3 separate regions of the Mus musculus genome follow, and regions 2 and 3 are each linked to region 1. Evidence: chromatin contacts called from public Hi-C data. All regions are on one chromosome and are shown on one strand. The core of a region is the stretch at or near the end of the contact, and the rest is flanking DNA. Distances in the headings are between cores, read along the strand shown.

Evidence for each region. A called contact is a pair of places that touch in the nucleus more often than the background predicts.
Region 2: a Hi-C map of bone marrow-derived macrophages shows a contact between it and region 1, with 19 read pairs. The contact joins two enhancer-like sites. A contact is called at or near these places in 4 of 484 Hi-C or Micro-C datasets (Sertoli cells, bone marrow-derived macrophages, nephron progenitors and 1 more), 3 of 115 datasets of contacts at active chromatin or transcription factors (embryonic basal ganglia, embryonic stem cells and extraembryonic endoderm stem cells) and 1 of 9 other capture datasets (embryonic stem cells).
Region 3: a Hi-C map of bone marrow-derived macrophages shows a contact between it and region 1, with 4 times the contacts expected there. The contact joins two enhancer-like sites. A contact is called at or near these places in 2 of 484 Hi-C or Micro-C datasets (bone marrow-derived macrophages and uterus), 1 of 115 datasets of contacts at active chromatin or transcription factors (embryonic stem cells) and 1 of 9 other capture datasets (embryonic stem cells).

Annotation. Positions count from the first base shown.
Region 1 is chr8:125,358,299-125,361,597 of GRCm38.p6, reverse strand. No RefSeq gene overlaps it. Among named protein-coding and RNA genes, the nearest start is that of Gm30713, 26 kb to the left of the region's middle. Within about 2 kb of position 1,832, at least 1 of the 459 cell types and tissues checked has an H3K27ac peak or open chromatin away from gene starts, as enhancers often do. A contact at or near this core is called in bone marrow-derived macrophages, where this site is marked.
Region 2 is chr8:125,869,171-125,872,469 of GRCm38.p6, reverse strand. All of the region lies in intron 8 of Pcnx2 (pecanex homolog 2), which reads left to right. Among named protein-coding and RNA genes, the nearest start is that of Gm46061, 19 kb to the right of the region's middle. Within about 2 kb of position 1,464, at least 67 of the 459 cell types and tissues checked have an H3K27ac peak or open chromatin away from gene starts, as enhancers often do. A contact at or near this core is called in bone marrow-derived macrophages, where this site is marked.
Region 3 is chr8:125,697,667-125,700,965 of GRCm38.p6, reverse strand. No RefSeq gene overlaps it. Among named protein-coding and RNA genes, the nearest start is that of Gm39283, 14 kb to the right of the region's middle. Within about 2 kb of position 1,460, at least 15 of the 459 cell types and tissues checked have an H3K27ac peak or open chromatin away from gene starts, as enhancers often do. A contact at or near this core is called in bone marrow-derived macrophages, where this site is marked.

The DNA.
Region 1 (3,299 bases), core at 583-3,082:
GGCCATTAGCATTGCTTCCTGGAACTATGTTGCTGGGAGACTCCCATCTGAGGGTCTAGCTCCCACTCTCTCTTCCTCCAGCTGCACGTGATTCTGAGGGAGATGCTAGAATATATCAGACATGGAAGACAGGCCAAAGGTGGGACTCCTTGGTGTGAAGCACTCATGTTGGGGTGGGACTTCTTAGTGGTGTGGATGCTTTTGAGCCAGAGATACTCCTGTGTGTAAACTCAGAGGTTCACCAAGCTGAGCTTGAATGGAGCCCTTTCTTCAGTCTGCCAATGACCTATCTGAAAGGATTAGACATTTTCTTTAAAATTCCCTAGAAGAAGTTGCTCAACAAGCTCGGTGTGCTAGGGTCCTGTATCCATATCTAGAGTCACCTGACAGTTGTCAGTGCTTAAATATGAGCTTCAGGGAGTATTACTCCTGCCCAAGTGCCCAGCTAGCACAGCCTCTTTGTTCAACTTCCTCTCAGCTCTGTGCAACCTCCAGCAAGCCCACAGTGGACATTGGCAATATAGGGACAATGATTGCTGTGGACAGCGACATCTTTGCTGCTGGTGTTCCCAGACTGGCTCTCTCTAGCTTGACATTGGCCATTGGTGTCCCATGTTGTAAGTGGCTACTGTATAACTACTGGAACATTCCAGAGAGAGAAATCGTAATGTAAAAGATTGTTTCTGTTTCTAAGTAAACAGAAACATAGGTGCTAAACCTGACAATACTTAAGAAAGGTCTAGAAGCATCCAGGTGCCTTCACTTTGTATAATTATTTTCCATTTAGTAGGTGGTAAGTGGGAAAGCTGGCCTTGATCCTTTATAGATGGATAAGTTCGTAAGCCAGGCCAGATGGAGCTATGCATATGCTGACCCACCTATGCTAAGAGACTCTGACCTCCTAGAACAAGCTGCTCCATTTGTACGCCCTGCTGTGTGCCTTTCCCACCTCGCTGGCCCAGCATGGTGCCTCAGACCAAAGCCTTGAAATGGGCACCATCTGACTCAGGACTGTGGTCTCAACCATTCACACCACAGAGTTATTGATTGGCATGGTTACATAAGTGAAAGTTGTCTTGAAGCTGCCAAGCACCAGAGGTGGCTTCTTCTCAGGTCTGTGTTATGCTCTGCTATTACATAAACATGTGTCTCTCCAGCAGAGGCGCTTTATATAGTTTGCATTAATTACCCTTTCCTTACTTGTAAATGTAGCCTTGGTTCACCAGATGTGATTGTTGTCTCCTGGCTTACTGCTGAATAATCTCACCCTTTCCAGTTCGTTGTAAACTTTGGCTGGCTGGTTCAACTCAGCTGTTGTGGCTCAAGCTCTTTCCACGCTGACTGATTCAAGCTGGCTTCTCTCACCTTCTGATTGGATTGCTCTCCTTGGTCTCAAACTAACTCTGGCAATCTGTTCTAATCTTCTGCCTCCTTCTTATTCTCGGGCTTATTCTGTGTTCACTTGCCACCAGTCTCTGTAAAACTATCCCAGTAAAACTGTCTCCTGCCTCTTTCTCTCTGCACTGTTCTCTTAAGCAGTCTCTCCTTCCTCTGCTGTTCTAGGGAGAGTTAGGCATAACCTATCTCCAACTCATTCTGTTAAATCTTACTCTGGTTTGTCACTTTGTCTGCCCCTCAATTAGACAGCACTTTCAAACATGGATGCTTCCTTCCACAAACCATCTTCACCTTCATTGTTTGGGATTAAAGGTGTATACTAACGGCAGCCAGATCACACAGACCTACCCACTAGGTCTTTGGATGTGATCCCTTGCCAGGACAGCCCTGTTGCTGCAGGCCAGCTGGTCTGGTCATCTGTAGTCCCTCAGCTTCTGCTTCCTGACCCATAAGCAGGATTCAAACCCTACTTCCCATTCCCATCCTATCCCCCAGAAAGAAGAAGTGTTAAAGAAATTATCCTTTCACGTGCCTGGTTCTGTCAGCTTGGCTGAAAGCCCAGGGCTCTTAGGAAGAACCTACTGGTATTGTCTTTGCTAAATGGCATGCTGTCAAACTGCCTTCTAAATATTTATTCTTGCACCTGTAGGTTAGTTCTGGCTTCAACCTTGGCCAGAGAACTTTTCTTCTCTGCAGCAATTGGCAGTTAATGCAAACTCATAACTGGTCAAATGCCGAGAACAAATGCCTGTGTCTCAGTTCTAAGTAGCGTGTCTCTGCCATGTCCCACCCCATGCTCCACACAGTACCCCCAAGGCTTGGGAAACATTGAAAAAGAGGGGGAGATGAATATAAGGTCAGGCGGGTGGGGAAGAGCATTGTGGGAATGGTGTGTTCTAGACAGGAAATGGCTGTTGTACTCGTGAGCTCACCGTAGCAATGGCCACTTGCATAAGGTCAAGGCAACAAGATCAGCCAAGAATTTGGACTTGAAAGAAAGAAAGGGAGGGAGAATGGAGAGGAGAGGAGAGGAGAGGAGAGGAGAGGAGAGAGAGAGAGAGAGAGAGAGAGAGAGAGAGAAAGAGAGAGGAGAAAACACAAATATGGGAATGGGGGTATCGCTTGAAGTGATGTGTATGATCAAGACACATTGTTTATACAAATGAAATTATCAAAGACTAAATAAAAGATAATTTTATTTTAAAAAGAGAGAGAGAGAGAAGTTCATGAGATGGAGCCATGGAGATGTGTAACTCTTCTTTGTTGCATTCTGCAGTGCGTCGAAACCAGAATGTCACAGCAAGACCCTAGGGTTACAAAGGAGAGGGCTACCATGGTATCCTAAATGTCTTCCTGTTAGAAAACCCAGGACTTCCAGGTAACCAAGGCAACCAGACCCTAAGCAGATAGATAGGTCCACTCCCGGGAACATCTAGCCCTCTGGCTTTTAGCCTGCAAACCTAAGTTGCCTATGTTCCTTCTCCCAGTTAAGCCTGTTCTTTGTGGCATGGGATCACCCTCGCCCTCGGTAAACTTTAAGAATGGCCACCTCACTGTCTGGCAGGACTGAAGTCTCTCTCGCCTTTGGATCCCCATTGTCTACAGCAATTGTCCCCATGAAGCTCTCTCCTGAAGGAACATTCATCCCATCCCTGTCCTAGAATTTGCCACCTATTGTCCCTGTCCTCAGTTAAATATAAGGGCCTCCCTGAGGAACACTGAGCAGACATGCACAGGAATATAGGAGTGCTCCTATTTCCCCATGGCAGTTTATGTTCTGTGCCTCAGTTTCCCTGTCTTTGTTGTTGTGCCATCTCATGAACCAGTTTTCTTGTTCCTTTCACAGTCTAGCCTGCTTGGTTGGTTGTTGTTGTTTAGTGCTGACAGTTGAACCCAGAGCC
Region 2 (3,299 bases), core at 215-2,714, 510 kb before region 1:
TCCTTTATAGGCTTTGTAACTAAAATTTCACTCTCCACCCCATGCATGAGTGTATGTGTGTGCACACGTGTGCGCGTGCATGTGTGTGGTGTGTGTGTGTGTGTGTGTACACATGCACACATGTGCATGTGCAGTGCATATATAGGCCAGAAGGGAACTTTAAATCTCACTTGAGACAGAGTTTCTCATTGGCCTGGAGTTCTCCTAGCAGGCCAGGCTGGTGATGAGCCCCAGGAACACACGCCTGTCTCTGTCTCCTGAGTGTTGGGATTACAAGCTCACCTCAACAAACTTCACTGTGTGGGTTCTGGGATCAGAACCCGGGTCCCCAAACTTGCAGGGCAGGCACTTCATCGGCTGAGCCTTTGCTTGGTTTTTGCTTGGTTTTGTTTGGTTTTTGAGACATGCAGCCCAGGATGGTCTTGAACTTTGATTCTCCCTGCCTCTGTTTCCAGTTTCTGGGCTGACTGCCATGCACCACTAAGCTAGAGTGAGAGCTTCTGCTCTTCGTCCCATGAAAATTTGTCTACAAATGTTCTCCTTTGACAGACCCAAACCTTGAAGTTAACACTGCTCCCACATCACCTCTCATGGGCCATCCACCTTGTATTTCCTTTTTTGAGACCTGAGCCTCACCAAGTAGGCTGGGCTTCCCGGCCAGTGTGTGCCACCGATCCACCTCCCTCTGCCTCCTGAGTGCTGACACACCACTCCTGACTTTTGTATGTGGGTTCTGGGCCTCACACTCAGGGTCTTGTGTGTGTGTGGCAAGCGCTGTATCGACTGAGCCGTCTCCTCAGACCGTAGCTGCACCTGGCTTCCGAAGATGGGAAGCAGACAGAGACATTCCAGAAATAATCACCCGTTTTTTTGTTTTTGTTTTTGTTTTTGTTTTTTTGTTTTTGTTTTTTGTTTTTTTTTTGTTTTTTGTTTTTTGTTTTTTTTTTTTTTGTTTTGTTTTTTTTGCTTTATTCCAAGGAAGTGAAGACCTTGAGTTTGGAAAGACAGGGGTGGGGACAGCTGTGGTGAGACTGATGGGTGCTCAGAACAGGGAGATGTGGGGCTCCTCAGTGAACCCCACCAGCTGCCCTTTTGACAGCTCTCTTTGAGGATATTTATCCTCAAGCAAAGAGCGGTGTCACTGTTGGTTTGAAGATAAGTGTTTGCTGCATCAGGGTTAGAGACTTGGAAATTCTTGCCGGCTTTGATCACACAGAGGGGGGTGGGGGTGGGGGGATGGTCCCGGAGCAGGCCTTCCTGTGGTTTCTCCCACACCCTCTCTGAGGTGTGGTTTCTCAGTCTTTGTTGATCTCTCCTCGTCCTGGACTGGTCCTCATCCCGGGGTCTCACTCAGACACGTGGTTAAGAGGTGCTATTTCTCTCCAGGCCCCAGAGTTCCAGGAATAAAATTCCAAGCGGAAGCTGAGGCTTTGTGGCTGCACACACCCCCGGCTGCCACATGAGGGCACTCTCCATCCACTTGATTTCCCTCTGCAGCCTCTCAGAGGCTTCCCTTTATTTGTGCTGTCTTATGAAAGGGGAGTTGATCCCACATCAAAGCCCTCTCCCTGTTAGAAACCTCCCTCCCATCCCCCATCAGGCTGATGTCCTTTAGTGTCCTCTACAGCCAGTGAGCCTGTTACACTAACTTCTGTCCTAAGGCATCCCTCCCCACCCCCTTCCCACCCATCCCACAGTTGAGTCGGGAGCCTTGGGAAGGACAGGCAGAAAAGATAAGGTCTCCAGGGGGGCAGAAAACACTTGTTTTACAATCTGGTGAGGATAAGGAATTTCCGGCGATACTTTCTCTGTCACTGGGAGAAAGCAGCACTGGCCTTGGATTGTTCTTGCAGCTTCCCCAGATGGGTAGGACAACGTTAGGAACACAGGGACTCTAACCACTTTCCGTTTACCCCAGACCCAGCCCTGTCCCACCCAGCCCAGCAGAGATGCCAATTTGGAACAGAGCCTCATACTGTGTAACCCAGATTAGCCTCAGACTTCCAGCTATCCCCCTGCCTTAGTCACCCAAATGCTGGAATTCCAGGTTGGAGCCACCAGGGCCCAGCTCAGCTTCAGCCTCTTTGTTCCCTTCCGGGGCTGGTTCGTTCTTGTCACCCCTACACCACCAACCTCCCCCCTCATGTTTCTCTGAGTGCTCCAGCCTCTGCTTTGACCCTGAGGAGAACTAGTTGACCTGAGACCAACCCAGCCTCAGGCTGATGGAGACCTGGTGGTGTCACTGAGAAGGTCATTCCAGAGAGTGGGCTCTCTCCATCCCTCAGATGTTTCAGAGGAGGTGGGAACGTCCCTTGACATCCCTAATAAACAGTCCTGGAATAAATGTTTATTAATGCAGCAGAGAGCACTGGTCTCATGATCCTTTAATGCTGTAGCCGCCACAGCCTAGAGGAAGAGGATAGGCCCTGGAGGAGCAGCTCCATTTGAGGTACAGTCTTGCTAATCACAGGCTTGTCCCTCCAGGCTGCCCAGGAGCCAGCAGAGGTGACAGTGTGTGCTTGTGATAAGGGCCCAGCCACATCTAGTGAAAATAGTTCCTTGAGAGGGAAGCTGATCTGTTGTTTGAGTCTTTGTTAGATAATGATGAATGAATGCTGGACCTTCTTCACCATTGCAGTCGGAGCCAAGGCATTATCTATGGGAAGGCTGGCAGCCATCTTGCTACCTAACAGGGAGACTCAGGCCAAGTTCCTCATCAAGACGCAACAGCGAGACCAGAACCTCTTACTTACTTGTGCCTGACGTAGAGGCTCCATCAGGACGTTCTGTTCAGTCCGTTCTAGTTCCTACACCCCTAGGAAGGAAACGCCTGTCTCTCTCTCTCTCGGGCATAGAACCAAGGTGGCCAAGCCATGTGCTTTAAGCCGAGGCAGTCAGCAGTACAGCACTGGTTTGGATCCATTCCTGTTTATGACATAGTATTTTGCAATTAGAAGCATGCTTGCTAATGTGCAGGAACCGAGCCCAGAAGTAGTCCCTCCTTAGAGTACCACATCTTGGCAGGAAGCATCAGCAGGTGTGTATCTAGAAGAGCTGTTTCTAGCACCTTCTGTAGCAGTCAGCAGTAGAAGATCCATATACCTCTAGCTCCCCCATGTGTGGTGTGGTCCCCTTTCCTGCCCGTATGTCAGCCTGACCTCTCTCACCTGAAACGTAGCCTAGTTAGTTTCTTGGCTTCCATGCAGTTCTCACACAGCAAACTTCCGAGTCTCTGTCCTATCCAATCAAGGAGCCCCCATTTTGATCTTATCTCACTACAAGGTTCCAGAGCAGCGTCA
Region 3 (3,299 bases), core at 211-2,710, 340 kb before region 1:
AGATTCTAAATGTCTACAAGTCTTGCTAATGGCCTTATTTATGAGCCACACTGAGCACGCTCAGTACTCCCTTCGGCCATCTTTGTCTTACAAACTAAACATACCCAGACACTTCCGGCTGGTTAGCTTTCCTTCTTGAACTGAGGGTGCTCAGGAAGGTTCAGAGGACATTCTGCAAGCTCTGGAGTGTGCCCATCTCTAGAGTGCTTTTCCATATGAATAGTGTACGTACTCTCTATTCAGTGAGACTTCTCAGCTCAGGGACAGCCTTATTTAGGAAACGACTCCCATGCTTTCTCTCTTCTGCTGCCCTCAACGACCCCTTTTCCACGGACTTACATCTTGGCTGTATTTCTTTTGGTCTGTACTCTGCCTGAGGCAAGTCCTCTGAGTTGGGTGTGTGTGTCTGCTTATGCAGAGTGGTGAGTTGGGTGTGTGTGTCTGCTTATGCAGAGTGGCTGAGGGAGTCAACCCTAGTGACCCTTTCTCCTTTCTCTGTCCTTGCGGTCGGTCGTAGGCTCTTCCCAAGAGGAAAGACAACCACACTTACTTTAATCATTGATATAGTCCTGGCATTCCACATGAGGCCTGGAGCAGACTCTACACTCAATAAATATTTATAAATAATAGTGAATAGTTTCAGAATTACTAAAGTATTCTAACACAGTCAACTATTTTAAAGAAGGAATAGTCTTTCTTCATTGTTGTCTTTAGGTCTTTTATTTAGAAAATACTTGGGGCCTTTTAAAGCTCTCCATCTCATTGTTAAATTGATTCAGAGACCTAGGGAAGTGAGCCAAATCTATATTGATCAAGATATTATAGATAAAGTCAACAATTCTTAAAATCACATTTCCTGACGACAGAGCCTAAGAAATTTCCTCATAGAACTGACAGCTCTTCATGACAAAGGCAGAGTCCACATTGTTAGCAGGAATCATCCCTGCTTGTTGGTGTGTAAGCTGCTGGGCAGACAATGGGGGAAACTATTCAATGACATGGACACAAATAAATCAGCTGTTTATCCTACACTCAACGTGAGCCAAACCCGGGACTGAGCTGTGGGGATGAGGAGGAGCTGTGGGAATGTGTGACCTTAGAGAACATAAGATGACCACTGAAAGACCTTGCTAGAATAGCATGCTGGGGACTTCCGCTAGAAGGTTGTGACTAACACTCCCTTCCTGCAATGACAAAACAAGCTTTGCAAGAAAGCTCCTACTTTAAGGTAGGTGCAGATAATGACCAAGAATGTTTCAGTTCCCCCTTCTGGTGACTAAGACCTCACCTCACCCATGGCCATTAATATTGCTTAAGGAAGGTCACGAAACAATTGCCAATCCGGAAGGGAGAGGCTAATTACCATTTCTAAAGGGGGGAAATCAAAAAGTCTGCCCTGGCCAACAATGGGCTTAAACCAACTCTTATTGTTATCAAGTCCTACCCTTAAACTATATAAAAAGTGTGTGCTTAGGAGATTGGGGTTGACTCTGCCCAGATTGCAGGACAGTGTGGCATGCCAGATCAATAAATCTCTTGCTTAGTGCATTGATCTCCGTCTCTGTGTTTCTGTGAGTGGGACATCCAGGACATAAGGCTCTTCAGGTCTTACAGAGCCACGGTTGCAGTTCTCCAAACCAGGAAAACCATGCAGCCTCCCAAGTTCAGAAGAGAGAAACTGTTGTATTAGCATCTTATCTAAGTCCAATAAAATCAGAGAGTCAGACTGGATGGAGACCATTGTCCCTCATCACTGATCTTTCCACTGCCTGCTTCAAATGTGTGGCCCATGGAGCTCTGAAGAGAGTCTAAAGAAAGGGTAAACACCCCACTACAAACCCGACTTTTAATGTTATTATTTGAATTTTATGTGCCTTTATCTGTCTACATGTACATCTATGCACCACATGTGTGCCTACTGACCAAGAAAGCCAGGGCAAGGCGGTGAAATCTCTGGAGTTGCAGATAGTTGTGAATCACTTTGTGGTGCTGGGAACCCAGCCCAGGTCCTCTGCAAGAGCAATAAGCACCCTTAGCCTCTGAGCCAGCTCTCCAGCCCCACTCACTGTTTTGAGTTAGTCATTTCTCTTGAACAAATATTCAGGCTGTTACTTTTATTCTAGACTTCGGGGGATGGGGGATGGCATTTCCCTGTTTGGAAAGTAACTTTTATTCACCTTTTTAAATTGTCATTTCAGGGGCTTACTGCCTCTGCTAACTTAGGCCTAGACCTGGAAGCTTTTAGCCTTCATACAATCTTATCTAGGCCCAGAATGCTTTCAACTTCTGAGACTTAATGCTGAATAAGCTCACCCCTTCTAGTTCTTTCTGAACACTGTCTGACTGGTTCAACTCCACTATTCTGGCTCAAACTCCTTGACAAGGTGAGAGATTCAATCTGGCTTCTCTCTTGGCCTCTGACTTTTTGCTCTGCTTGGCCTCAAACTAACTCTGGCAATCTGTTCTAATCTTCTGGCTCCTTCTCATTCTCTAGCTCATTTTGTCTTCACCTGTGTACAGCTTGTTCTCTCTCTGCAATCTGTCTCTCTATAACTGTCCAGGTAAAACTCTTCAAGTAGCTTCCCCCTCCCCCCTCTTGTGAGAGTTGGGATTAGTCTATTTTGTCAAATCTTTCTCTGGTTCATCATTTTGTCTGCCACTCAATTAGATGTCACTTTCAAACATGGGTGCTTCCATCTACAAACTAACTTTACCTTCTTTGTTTGGGATTAAAGATATACAATAAGGGCTGAGTTACACTAAAACTAGAAACAGTTTTTTTTTTTTCAATAAATCACACAATCTTGGGATTCACAGTGTGATCAAATACCCTGCAACACCCATTAATTCTTGTTAATTGGACAGGTTTCCACTCTTCATGCCTCCTTACAGCATGCCCAAAGATTTGCTTTTATGTGTCTTAGCATCAGCAGCTATGGAAGAAGGAGACCCAGCTCCATGCTATTGGCTGTAGCACCCTAACAAGTTCTGCTTAGAGGCCCCTACTGAGGCAGAGTCAAGATTCAACTGCAGGAAAGAATTGCAGGATGAGCCAGTGGGAAGCAGAGTTGGTTGCTTATCAAGAAGGAATTTTGACCTAGAGTTAAGCACAGGCAATAATGGATAGAGCACACCCGAATGTGGACATAGGCTTCTCAAGAATCATTTAAATATCTCACCAATAGTTGCAAAGTCTTTGGGTCATTGGTTGGGTTAACAGTTTCCCACATTGTTCTAGTTATCTTTTGATTGCTGTGATAAGACAATGGCCCAAAAACAATTTAGGAAGTAAAGACTCA